Linked DNA regions of Mus musculus: all the other regions are linked to region 1. Evidence: chromatin contacts called from public promoter capture Hi-C data. All regions are on one chromosome and are shown on one strand. Each heading gives the region's core, a stretch centred on a gene start, on an enhancer-like site or on the middle of the called end of the contact. The rest is flanking DNA. Distances are from core to core; before and after follow the strand shown.

Region 1 (4,153 bases), core at 1,063-3,562:
TCACTCTACACCCTTCAACTGACCCAATGGATTCACAGCTTTCTCTAGCCCCTCCCCCAAAGGAAAAAAATGTAACCTAGAGTCTCCTATGGTCTCCTTTTACTTAGTCACAAAACTGATCTGAGATAACATGGCATCCACAGCAGTGAGCATCATCTACGTGCTTCGATTTCCAGGGTCACATTAAGGGAAAGTTGCACACACAGTCTGGAGAGGTGACACAGGAAACAACCCAGGCTCGCCGTTCTGCTGAGCAAGAGAGGGCTCCTGCCTTTCCCTGCTCATAGTAGAGAGGTTTAAAAAAAAAATCAATCTCATTTATGAATGACAAGGGAAACTTGGAAAGATCCACAACTCACTTTTCCTGAAAACATTTTTACCTTTGAGATGAGTATCATGTCCCGAACCCCAGTTACCAGCCACCCTTTTCTCATCCTTTCACAAGAATCATCTTCCCAAAATGTCTACTTGTAGAAGCAAGATGTAGAATTTCACAGAAAAACTACAGAGAGTCACAGAGAAAGCTATACACAACCCCTGTTAGCCAGAAAGAAAGATCAAGAGGAAATAAGGCAGGAGATGCGTCTATCCAGACAGTAAAATAAAACAACCTCCCCTCCCCAGAAAGTGTGGAACCCATGAATAGGGGAGGAAGAACAACACATAGAAACTATGTTTGTAATTACCCATCCAGGATCTCTTCCAGGAGAAGCAGCTGATTGAAGTTTTGTGGGAATCTGACTGTGATGGGAGGACTGTATTTGAAGCTCTGGGCACGTAGAGATGGAATGAGAAGGAGGCTGAACTGGAAGAAACACCAAGGGGGGAGGGAAGAGGAGAGAGAGAGAGAGAGAGAGAGAGAGAGAGAGAGAGAGAGAGAGAGATCGCCAGCTACGCCTTCCTCCCAGCTCCAGGAGGCCCCGGCCAGCGCTCATTCCGGAACTGTGGAACAGGAGTCCGGGAGGCCAGGCAGCCCTGCGCTTGGCCCTGGCCTGGCCCGTCCGCGGACGACAGAGGCCCCGTGGCCAGGGCCCCACTCCTGGCCGGCTACAGAGCGCAGGGAGCGCACAGAGTGGGGGAGTTGTCCAGTTCAGCACCACGGCGACGCAGTAGGTGGGCGCTCCTGCTCCGAGAGCTGTCCAGTCCAGCACCGCGGCGATGCTGTAGGTGAGAGCGCCCGGTCGTGGGGAGCTGTCCACTTCAGCACTACGGCGATGCAGTAAGTGGACGAGCCCGGCCGGGGTGAGCTGTCCGTTTCAGCACCACGGCGATGCTGTAGCTGGGAGCGCCTGGCCCGGGGCTGCGCGGCCGTGAGCGGGGGAGGCGGGCGGGCCTGCCTGCTGCAAGACGCCGGCTAGCGCGCCCCATCGCTCGCTCGCTCGCTGGCTTCCGAGGAGCTTTGCGGATCGGGGGAGGGAACCCCGCCTCGATTCTCCGGGAGAAACCCCCTCCCTCCCCCACTTCGCCGACACTACCCCCGCCGCCAACAACAATAACCGCGGCTGCTCGTCCTGCCGCCACCGCGCCCGCCAACCCTGCTGCCGCTGCCGCTGCCGCCGCCGCCGCCGTTACCGCCGCCGGGGCACAACCATGGGAGGCGAGACCCCCTCACCGGTGCAGCTGAGCTCGAGGGCTTGCAGAAGACTGGGCAGTCTCCTCTGAAACGGAGGCGCCTCGAGGACCCCCTCCCTCCCCAAGGAAGAGAACTGGCGAAGCCACGGATTTTCATGGCGCAGGCCGCAGAGCCGCGAACGAAGACCGAAGGTTGCTTCCCAGCTCTTCCAGTCTCTAACTGTCTAGGTCCGGACCATGAGAGATGGTGTTGAGAATTCGGCTGTACCCTGGCGCGCTGTGGAAGCCATCTCCAAATTAGCGATCACATATGGAAACTGGAGACCAGAATTTTAGGAAAAGAGATTAAGGCATCTCACTTGGGGGGGTGGGGGGGTGTCTTTTTATTTATTTTCCCTTTTTTTAAAAAAATCGCTGCAACTGGAACAGTTTTTTGATCTCAAAAGGCAAGCCTCTCTTCCCGTGTGATCTTTATAATTTACACACTTTTCCGTGAGCTTTCTTATCTCCCTTTTTTTATATCTCTCCATATTCTCTATTCACACATATATCCATTATATTAGTAGTGGAATTACCAATCGCACCCTCACACACACGCTCCTGAGAACCAGAAGTCGGTTGGGTGTTTATATAATGAAGAATTATGGGGCTGTTTGATCGAGGTGTTCAAATGCTTTTAACCACCGTTGGTGCTTTCGCTGCCTTCAGCTTGATGACCATCGCTGTGGGAACCGACTATTGGCTGTACTCCAGAGGGGTTTGCAAGACCAAAAGTGTCAGTGAGAATGAAACCAGCAAGAAGAACGAGGAAGTTATGACCCATTCCGGATTATGGAGAACCTGCTGCCTCGAAGGTATTTGATTTCCAACCTCCTCCCCCTTCCCACGCCGCCCCTCCCCTCCACACCCCCCCCCCCGCCTCCAAATAAGTCCCCTCCACATTCCACCATTTTCCCACTTCACTCCCTCCGCCGCTGCCGCTGCAGATCAAGGTTGACTGGGTTAGTTTCAGAGGAAAGAAAATCAATAAGCAGAACCCACACTCTCTACTCTTTGGCTTCCACCCCGTCCTCCCAAACCTCCTCATTGGAATGATCTATGGTATGGTGAAAACAGGAAATTGTCTGTAGAGTTCAGATGTGCTCTGGATGCTTTGGAGTCCTTAGGGTTTGCCTTTGGGTCTGGCTTTGCCACCTATGAGGAGGGAAAAATAATTGCTTCCCTGTGTGCTGCTCAGCCTTTTGCAATGAAGGATTCAGAAAAAAATGCTCTTCCTCTTCTCTCGCTCCTCAAAAGTTACAGGCCCAGCACCATCTGCAAGTCTCCCTTTAAAAAAAGAAATCTGTTGTTTCTAAGAATCCTTATTTGGTAGATTCTAATTATTCTAGGAGCTCAAGCCGAGTTCAAGAGCATTTCGTAATGTCTACGAGCCCCGCGTACCATTCGAGGTGGCTGGCTGTGTGTATGTGTGTGTTTTTAACGTTTACGAAGTCTAAAATGCATGTGTCTCTCACAGGAAACAAGCCCAAGTTCTAATCAACAGCGGTCACTTGCGGGTTAGACCGAGCGCTGATTTGCTTCCACGCAGAGTGACATGTCTGTCACCCAGAAGCAAGTCGAGTCAGCACTGTGCAGGCAGGAGGCGAGGGCATGGAGAGGTTGAGGGGTGGAATGGGAAAAAATGGGGTGGGGGTGTCAGCTGTTGGTCTTGATCTTGCAGAGTCATTGGGGCATGTGCGCCGCATGTGCTGTGGGCTGAGGGGCTCCCACAATGTAAAGGCCAGGACACTAGGACATGAGGAAGGCATGTGCTTTTGGGATACATTAATAAACACAAGAGGGGGGAACTCTGCAGGTCATACAAGCTGCATTTAGCCACAGACTTTAATATGAAGGAGTGAATTTGCATAGCTATATCTGTCTGTGTGCAAAAGCCACCTATAGGAAGACAGACAGAGAGACACATATGCCCCTGTATGGAAAGAGGCTTGTATGTGTTCCACTGATGTGAACCAAGCCTGGAGGCCCTTTGAGGTGGCATCGGGAAGTGAGCACTGCAGAACTGTTTGTTAAGCTCAACATGGGATGGTGCTGCAGGGAGTTGGGGCCAGCAGATGGGGGAGAGGGCAAAACTGATGTGATCCTGGGGGGTTGGGGGGTGTCTAACCTATACTAAGCCAAACACTGGTCTGGGAAAAGAGCTCCCATCACATGCCCCCTCCCGGTGTTCTTGGTGCAAACGGTTGAGTGATGGCTGAACATGTTTTGAATAGCTAAGTGACTTCATTGAGCGATGGTCTGTTTGACGCATACTGCATTTGATACCCTTTCTCAGTCCAAGCGCTGCCTTTAACATTCTGCAGAGGTGCTCTCTGCTGAACACTCCGTGCTCCTCCTCAGCCAGAGAGTCAATATCAGGAAATTAATAGGGACCGTTTTACACACACGCATTCTGCCTCTCTTAAAAAATGAAAAGCCTTTCATAGCGCCAGTCATTTTCAGTGAAAAGGCAGCTTCCATGTAATTAAACATTTATGGCAAGCTTTGATGCCGAAAGAGAAAGAAAGCAAAGGGAATGAGG
Region 2 (4,153 bases), core at 477-2,976, 1.7 Mb before region 1:
GCCCAAGATGGGAGCCAAAAATGAATTAGAGGTCTGGGGGACACAAGAGAGCCAGGTTACCCTGTTACCCAGTAGCTCCCACAAGGTAGCCTGCAGAAAAACACCCTATGATCCTCCATTCCGTTGCAGGAGATCCTGGAATCTGCACTGCAGAAAGATCTATAGGTACTACCTCTGTGATAGAGAACTGTGTGAAGGTTTCTGCGGTTGGTGCTGCCAGCAGGGAAGGAAGATGGTCTAACAATTGCTGTTGCTCCTCAGAAGGTCACTGGTAACCACAAGAGAGGGAATTTCAGAAACATCGTGGGAGTGGAAGCCAGATTGTGGTGGGCGGGAGAATGAATGGGAGGCGAGAAAGAGAGGATGGCAAACAAGGACCCCTTTGGGGGAGTCGTTTGTGTAAGTGACAGAAGTGAGAGCGTCATCCCCCTCAAAGGCTGCCCTTCATCTCCTGGAGAAAGTTGGAAAAGAGGATTAAGGAAATTTGAAGGCTGAGTAAGATTCGCCACAGACAGTCAGAACTTTCCAGGGAGGCTAGCTAGGAACTGTCGTGTGCTGAGCTGAATTCCTGCTGCCAAGTCTCAAACCAAGCCCAATGTGTGTGTTCTGGGTCTGTACACTCAAGCTAGGTTAATCCACTGTCCCAGATCAGACCTTGTTACCACTCTCCCCAAAGCTCTCCAGCAACCAATGACTCTATCTCACCTCACACCAGGGGCCACTTGTGTTTCAAACCTCTCTTTCTTCTGCCCTGCTTCTTTCTTTGTCTTCCCCTCTACTTGACCTACTATGTTGACCCTGCACTCCTACTACGTTGACCCTGCACCCAGGCCTCTTGGAGCTACCGCTGTCCCGCTCCCATTAGCATTCTGGTCATCTTGGGCTCTTCCCGCCTCGTTGTCCCACTTAAAAAGAGCCAGTACCCTGCCAGTCTCTGCTATAGAAGCACGCGGAAACGATTCCATTTCTTCTCATGGCTCTATACCTTCTGAACTGTGCCTTCCGCAGAATCACCAGCTAGTGGGGCTTCATTAATGATTGCATGATACGCATAGAATAAATGTTTAGATTATGGGGCATTCCACTGATCCATTCTTCTTCTTCACCTTCCCCTCAGCAAGAGGCTCTAACACTCTTTGGTCATTTCTTTCCAAGAATCAGAAGCAGGTTCCAGACAACTGCATCTGATGGTACAGGTGTCTCCCAGCCCCTGGGACAAAGCAACCCTGGAGGGTTTGCACAAGGGAAAGATCTGGATTCCTTCTCTGAGGTTATGCCTTGATTCTTTCCTTCAGTCTCTCTAGTTCTACACATTGGCCCAGACGGGATCACGGATGCTGTTAACAGTAAGCACTGTGTTGCGAATCAATGAGACAGTCACTCACTGTAAAGGACTAAAACACTACCTAAGTTCTGGTGGTTATCAGGCTCCTGCGGTCGTCGTAAAATAGCAGATCAGCGTCACGACACCAACAAACTGCATTTGTCATTTTCGATGTCGAAAACTCCCAGGGCAATACAGCTTTAAGAAGTTTGTTCCTCTACAAAGACTACTTCTGCCTGTCCGCAGCTGCTCCGGCAGGCTTAAGACGACTATGAGCGAAGCCCCACCTCCTCGGTCTTTAAGCCACGCCCCTCGCGTAAGCTCCGGCCTCCTAGGCCCCTTCGGAATTAATTGGCACTTCTCTACACCAATAATAAGTGATATTGCTGTCAACGTCCGGTGACGGGACGGGACTTCCGTGATGGTTGCTAAGACACTCTGGCTCGCTCCTTGACAACCCTGGCGGGGGTGCGCTGGCTGTGGCCTCGGCTCCGGCCCCCGCGGGAGCAGGTGAGGGCGCGGAGTGCGGAGGGCAGCGCGGCGGGGAGGGCTGGCCCTGAGGGAGGGCGGGAGGATGCGCGGGGCGGACAAGGCCTGGCCCAACGCTAGGCCCCACCTAGGTCCCCAGCCCGCGGTTCCCGGCCCAGGACCTCCCCTTGTCCCACGTAGGAGACCACGGAGCTTGGCAGTGACATTGCGCACCAGCACCACTTTGCAGGCCGCTCCTCCTCACTCATCTTGGGTCCTGTTTAGCTCCATGCCCTCGCATCCTCCCTGTTTTGACTCCCACTGCACTTTGTCCCCGCACCACCTCGCTGCTGACTGGTGGTCTAAATCGCCTCGTCCCAGATCACTTGGTTTGGAGATTTGGCGATACTCTGGGATTCTAGGCTGACTATTGCCCGACGGGGGGCACTCAGTCTTCCCATCTATAAAGTCGAAATTGGGTTGAATGGTCGCAAAGGCCTTTTGGACTCTGACGTCCTAGCATGATGTTGTGGGACTTAACTGTCAACGCCCCTTAGGATGTGTGTTCTCCTAACCTTTTATGTAATGCAAAGAATTTGGCAAACTTAAGTTGGATTCCCATTGGTAAGAACTACCTAAGATCTCTCTGGGCACCAGTCAGTGCATCTATAAAGCCAATAGTCTGAAGTTCATCTCCTTTGGCAAATGAAGTACAAAGGGTCCAGTCCAGTGTAGACGGTACTTGCTCACTTGTCTTTTTTCTGTGTGTATGTGCGTTCCTGTGTGTGCAGTTACATGTGGAGGCTGGAAGTCAACATTCGGTGTCTTTCACAATCACTCTCCACCTTATTGTCTGAGACAGGGTCTCCCTCTTTGATGCCAGGAGCTCACCACTGGGCTTCATGGCTAATGAGCTTCCAAGGATCCATCCTCTCAGCTGCCTCTCCAATGCTGGGCTCACAGGCATGGCCGCCTCACCCAGCCCTTTACACGGGTGCTGGGATAGAAAACTCTGGTCTTCATACTTTTGTAGCAAGCACTTTATAAACTGACCTCCACCCCCTAATTTCTTCTTTTTGTCTGTTATGACCTCACACTTTCCCTCCTGGGAAGAGCCCAGTGCTTTCCTGCGCAGTATCCCACTCAGTAGCCACTGTCTGCAGATGAACCTCAGGCCTGCTGTCTGGCTCTGCTCTTCCCCTGTGGCTAGGAATTCTTGGGGTACAGGAGTGAGGAAACTGAAAGAGGTTGGTACAGTGATACGAGGATTCATAGCTTCCCTTTTCCAACCATCCATGACTCTGCCATCTTTTCCTCCTGACTAAATGTCTCCATTTGCATTTTGCCAGCTGCTAGCATCAAGCTGGCCTGCCTATCTGTTCTACCTGGTTTCTTCCATGCTCTGGTAGGCTCATCCCTCTGAGAAAGTTATCAAGTTACCTTGATTCTCTCTCCGTGGGGTATCACACCCTCCCCATTCCTGAGACCATTCTGGCCTCTTAGGCCTGTTTTCTGGGCTGATCGCTGTAGCTTCCTGGCTGCCATCCCTGTCAATCCAACTCCCCAACCTCTGTGCTGCCAGCCACCCTGAAAGCTCCAAGAAGCCAGGCAAGGTCGTGATGCTTGCAACCCAAGGGCTTGGCTGTGTCAGCAGTATCACAAGTTCAAGGTCATCAGGAGCTCAGTGGTTCAGTGAGTTCAAAGCCACCCTGTGTTATGTGAGAGCAAAAACAGAATCCAAGGTTGTTTTTTTTTTAAATTTTTTTATTAAGTATTTTCTTCATTTACATTTCCAATGCTATCCCAAAAGTCCCCCATACCCTCCCCCGCCACTCCCCTACCCACCCACTCCCACTTCTTGGTCCTGGCGTTCCCCAGTACTGAAGCAAATAAAGTTTGCAAGACCAATGGGCCTCTCTTTCCAATGATGGCCGACTAGGCCATCTTCTGATACATATGCAGCTAGAGACACGAGCTCTGGGGGTACTGGTTAGTTCATATTGTTGTTCCACCTATAGGATTGCAGACCCCTTTAGCTCCTTGGGTACTTTCTCTAGCTCCTCCATTGGGGATCCCATGATCCATCCAATAGCTGACTGTGAGCATCCAGTAGAATCCAAGTTTTTATGCCTGGGTTTTAGGGCTCTCTACACTTCCACAACCCACCCCCAGCTTTTTTTCCCCCCTCCTTTCTCAATTGTGTTCTTTCTCCCAGTCCTGGGAAGCCTTGAACTTTCTCTTGGGTCCACTGCATTGCTTCTCAGTCCGGAGTCTCCTCCTATGCCCATATGACAGGGCCTTTCTGCCACAAACCACAACTCCTGGGTCAGTTTTCATCTACGTTGCCTCTTGCTTAGTTAT
Region 3 (4,153 bases), core at 473-2,972, 1.4 Mb before region 1:
CTAGGCAGCAGCTTCATGGGGGATACCTGGCCACTATATCCTCCAGTCCTCTTAACCTTGTAGGCTCAGGGTTCTACCCATAGTGGCTCCACACATAAACACATAAACACTATCCCTACCAGAAGCCCAGGAGAAGAGAGACACCGTGAGTGAGTCCCTCTGACTGATAGGGAAACAGAAGCCCCAGGCTACACAACTCAGCAGGACAGTGGGACAGTGGCCAGTGTGTCTCTGGCATTTGGGGCTGGCACCAGCTGCCATTTTTCTTTCGCCTACAGCAACGCATACTGATTTGCTCCTCCTGTCGCTTTCTGCTGGTCTCTCAGTAGGTCAGCTCCCTAAGGCAGGGCATTGGGGTATCAGGGCACAGTGTCCCTCACAGGATGAGGGAGGAGGTAACAAGCACTCCCCCAATCCTACCCCGGACCTCTAAAGCAAAGTCACAGGCCCAGCAAGCAGAAGGGCCGTGAGAGACGATCTCTCAGGCAACTGACTACTACAAACCCCCGGTAACGTCTAATTCAGTCCAGAGCCACTGGATCCAAAATGTGTCTGATCCATACTCAACCAAGTCCCTCTCCTGATCAGCCTCCCAGGTGACATCTCAAAATGCTCTCAACCTCCATTTCCGGAGTCTCAAGAGACCTGCTGAGCCTCTGCCTCTGCTCCTACTTCTTCGATGGTTTCCTTCATCCTGGATCCCGAATGTGACCGGAAAAAGCCTTTCACCATTAGTCCATCCTACCTTCTGGATTCCTCTTCCTCCTGTGTCCTTCCCAGGACATGCCCTATGCCCTGTGGCTTCTACGTATTTGCACGGGTGTTCTCAACACCGTACCCTGTACCTTGAGCACATACCCTGCCCATCCTCTCTGTCCACGTAGCCCTCAGCTGCTCTCTGCCTCCCCAGCTCTGGTAGAGTCTGAGCTCACACTCAATTGCATGCCTGGGACAGGCAGGGAACGCTAGGAACGGAGATGGCTGAAAGACAATGGGCAGCTTCTTATTAACCCGGGGACTGAAATCATCAACCCAGCCTCCAGATATTTCCCATCCCAGCAAGGCCGCTAGACCTGTAGACAAATCGCGAGCCCCTCCAACGCCTTCCACTCAGAGCCAGCTCCACATCCCTGGGCCAGGCTGATATCACCAGCTGGCAGGAAAAGGCTCTCTCTGGGGAAATAAAAGGCAGGAGAGAATGAAGACTCGACGACTAAGGCGACTTCAAATATGGTCTCCTCCCAGGGGAAGGTCCCCCTCCACTCCTCGCCCAGCAGCCGTGATACTGCCAGCTGCCCAGTTAAGGATAGGGCGAGAAGCGTGAGGTAGGGCTCTTCATGGAGACAGAAGCCACGCTCCCTCATAATCTCCCGGATCCTCTGATGTCGAAAAACTTCGCTGAAGTTTTTGGAAGCGCGCGCGCCCGGCTTCCCTCTGAGCCTAAGTCCTCACCATGGTCCGGTCCCGCCCCGCCCCGGGCGCCGCTCACCGGCGCAGCTCTTGGACCTCCAGATCTTCACCAGGAGCAAGATCATAGCCAGGAGGTGGCTCAGGTCCCCGAGGATTCGGAACACGTTCATGGTCCCGCCCGCCGCTCCCGCGCCGTGTCGCGCAGAACTTCCCAGGGAACTTTCTGTTGCGCGGGGCGCTGCCACGTCCCCGTCCCTGCTCCTCGCGGTGCCCCAGGCCGGTGCCGCGCCTCCTTGCTGGCGCGCTCCCGCCGCGCGCACCCTTGGCCGCGCGGTGACGTGGCGGGGCGGCCAGGCGCGGGACAGGAGCCAGGAAGCAGCGCTTCTCACGTCCCCACGCCGACAGGCGGGGCAGCTTACACAGCCGCTGCTGGCCCAAGCCGAGCCCCTCCCTCTCTGGTCCTGCGTAGGCACCAAGTGTTCCTCTCATCCCCAGAAACCACAGTCAGGGCCTGGCACTCACTTCAAGTCCTGACTTTCATAGCTCTGTTGGGCCCTGGGTGGTGGAAGCAGGCTTTCAGCCGCGGAAGACCTCCCAGGTTGGAACTCCCGGGAAGTGGTGCTGAAAGGAGCCATCACCTGTTAAACTCTGAGATAACCTGAGCTAGCTCTGAGATAACCTTGTTGATGGTTTCCGGTGGGGAGAGAGGCTGACTCTGAGTCCCCTTTCTGGGCTTCAGTATTGACTACAAGGGAGATGCTAATGGTGTAAAAGAGGCTGAGTGTGTTGGGGATGCCCACCGCCTTCATTTCTGCCCCCCTCTTCTTCATGTGGGAAGACACTGGAAAGAACTTCACTGACCAGGAAAAACTCCAAGCACGGCATAGAGGCAGGCAGGATAGAGTAGGAAGAATCTTAGGTGGGCTGGAGGCCTCCATTGCTATGTGAAGCATCCTCTCTGGGCACAGGTCTATTAATCTATAGCTATGGAACCGATAAACCAAGGGCCTTTCTGCCTTCTCCTTGATCCCAGCCCCCCTCCCTCCTGTAGCTGGTTTCTTCCTAAAGAAATGGCTTCGTCTGGCTCCCTCTGTGTGCAGGAGAGGCTTCGGCAGGATGAAGATCTGTTGCTTACGGTGTTCGCCAACTCTTTCCTGGCCTCCATTGCTTTACCATTACTCCCCGCACAAAGCAGTTCTGGGAGGCTTTGCATGTGACCAGTAGCACTGCCTGGGGGGTGCAGCATGGGGGACCCTGGGCAGCTTGCTGTGAATCTACACACACACACACACACACACACACACACACACACACACCTTTCCTGGGGAGATGAAACACACTTGTCTGCTCACCCCAGATAGGGAGCCCACGACAGCCTAAAGTACAGATAGTACCAATATCCAGCTTCATGAATTAATGAGTTTTGCTGGAGTTACTTAGAGGAATATGGGTGAAGGGTTGCTTACAGGAGCAGGAATGACTCAGAGACAGCTGCATCACCAAAGCCCACCCAGCATGGGTGACAGCTCACCAAGCTGGGAACCTGGAGCTCTTCCCACTGCCTGCAGGCAGCTCAGCAGGTTGGAGAATATCCTTCCCAGGTGCCTCAGTTGGTCTAAATCTCTCGAAGGCTGCTCTTCTTGTTCTGAGTCTTCTTACTCCCTGCTTACTCTGGCAGGGAGGAGCCTAGGGAATCTGCTCAGTTTCAGGGAGTTCCTGAGACTATTCTTGTTGTTGTTTACCTCCCTGCTTAAGGAGCTACCCAGCAGGATAGAATGTTTTAATCTCAGAGGAAGCTTATATAAAACACACAGAGACAAATGCACACTCACACAGACATACGTACACATGGACACACAGACACACACAGACAGACACAGACAGATGCACACACAGACACACTCAGATACTCATACACACATACAGATGCACACACACAAAACACGGGCACGGTATAGGCTTGAGGGACACCATCTCAACAATGTGCCCAAGTAGGGAGGGCACTGCCATTCTCACACCACACACAGAATCCAGGGCCCAGAGAGGTGCTATCATTTCTGATGATCACACAGGACATCGTGTCAGCCTAGAGCCCAAGGCCCAGCTCCATAGGGTTGGAATTCTCAGCCCAGAGAGGTGGATGACCAGGTGTCAGCAAAAATTTACACCAGACAAGGAGCGTTCCTGTGATGAGGGCCAAAGGGCTTGCGCATCTGTGGGAGGTTTGCATATATTTCGGGTGCTAGGCAGCACATTAGACATACTGGGCAGCCCTTCCCTGTGCAGCCTTAGAGCCCAGGGGGCAGGGAATGGACCCTGAGGTCAGACAGGTGAGGTACATGGACCACGGCTCTCTGGGAAAATAAATGGCCCTCAGTTCCCTGCCTAGATGTCTCCCCCAAGCAATGCCCACAGAAGGCAGTGGTTATTTAAATCTCTCAGGTGAGGCTACCCAGCCAGCTGGCATCTCCTTCCAGCGCCCACATCCTCCTCAAGCCAGAGAGAACGAAGCACATGCAACACATCTGTCCGGGAAGCAGCGCAGCTGTGGGCGGGGCCTGAGGCAGGGAAGGGGCTGAACCTTCCCCTTCCTTTAATTCCTCCCAGGAGACACTGGCAGGGGGACGGGCCAAAGTCGGGAGGCCTGAGAAGTGACCATCACGGGGGCAGAAGGGAAAGAACAGGCTGGGAGGCTGCAGGGCTTGGTCCATATCCAAGGTCTGCTACTGTGCCTGTGAGCCTG

What was found. Promoter capture Hi-C pulls out the DNA fragments that hold promoters and counts their contacts.
Region 2: a contact with region 1 is called in a promoter capture Hi-C map of liver, with 4 times the contacts expected there. The contact joins the promoter of Dnal4 here to the promoter of A730060N03Rik in region 1. A contact is called at or near these places in 2 of 39 promoter capture datasets (both in liver).
Region 3: a promoter capture Hi-C map of liver shows a contact between it and region 1, with 3 times the contacts expected there. The contact joins the promoter of Kdelr3 here to the promoter of A730060N03Rik in region 1. A contact is called at or near these places in 2 of 39 promoter capture datasets (both in liver).

Annotation. Positions count from the first base shown.
Region 1 is chr15:78,116,954-78,121,106 of GRCm38.p6, reverse strand. A730060N03Rik (a long non-coding RNA gene) reads right to left here and starts at 2,312. Exons shown (of 2, transcript XR_875456.2): 1 at 687-2,312. Cacng2 (calcium channel, voltage-dependent, gamma subunit 2) reads left to right here and starts at 1,827. Exons shown (of 4, transcript NM_007583.2): 1 at 1,827-2,426. The coding sequence starts at 2,216.
Region 2 is chr15:79,772,040-79,776,192 of GRCm38.p6, reverse strand. It overlaps Dnal4 (dynein, axonemal, light chain 4), which reads left to right and starts at 1,726. Exons shown (of 4, transcript NM_017470.2): 1 at 1,726-1,834. It overlaps Gm30977 (a long non-coding RNA gene), which reads right to left and starts at 1,665. Exons shown (of 4, transcript XR_875488.3): 1 at 1,407-1,665.
Region 3 is chr15:79,513,977-79,518,129 of GRCm38.p6, reverse strand. It overlaps Kdelr3 (KDEL (Lys-Asp-Glu-Leu) endoplasmic reticulum protein retention receptor 3), which reads right to left and starts at 1,722. Exons shown (of 5, transcript NM_134090.2): 1 at 1,490-1,722. The coding sequence starts at 1,580.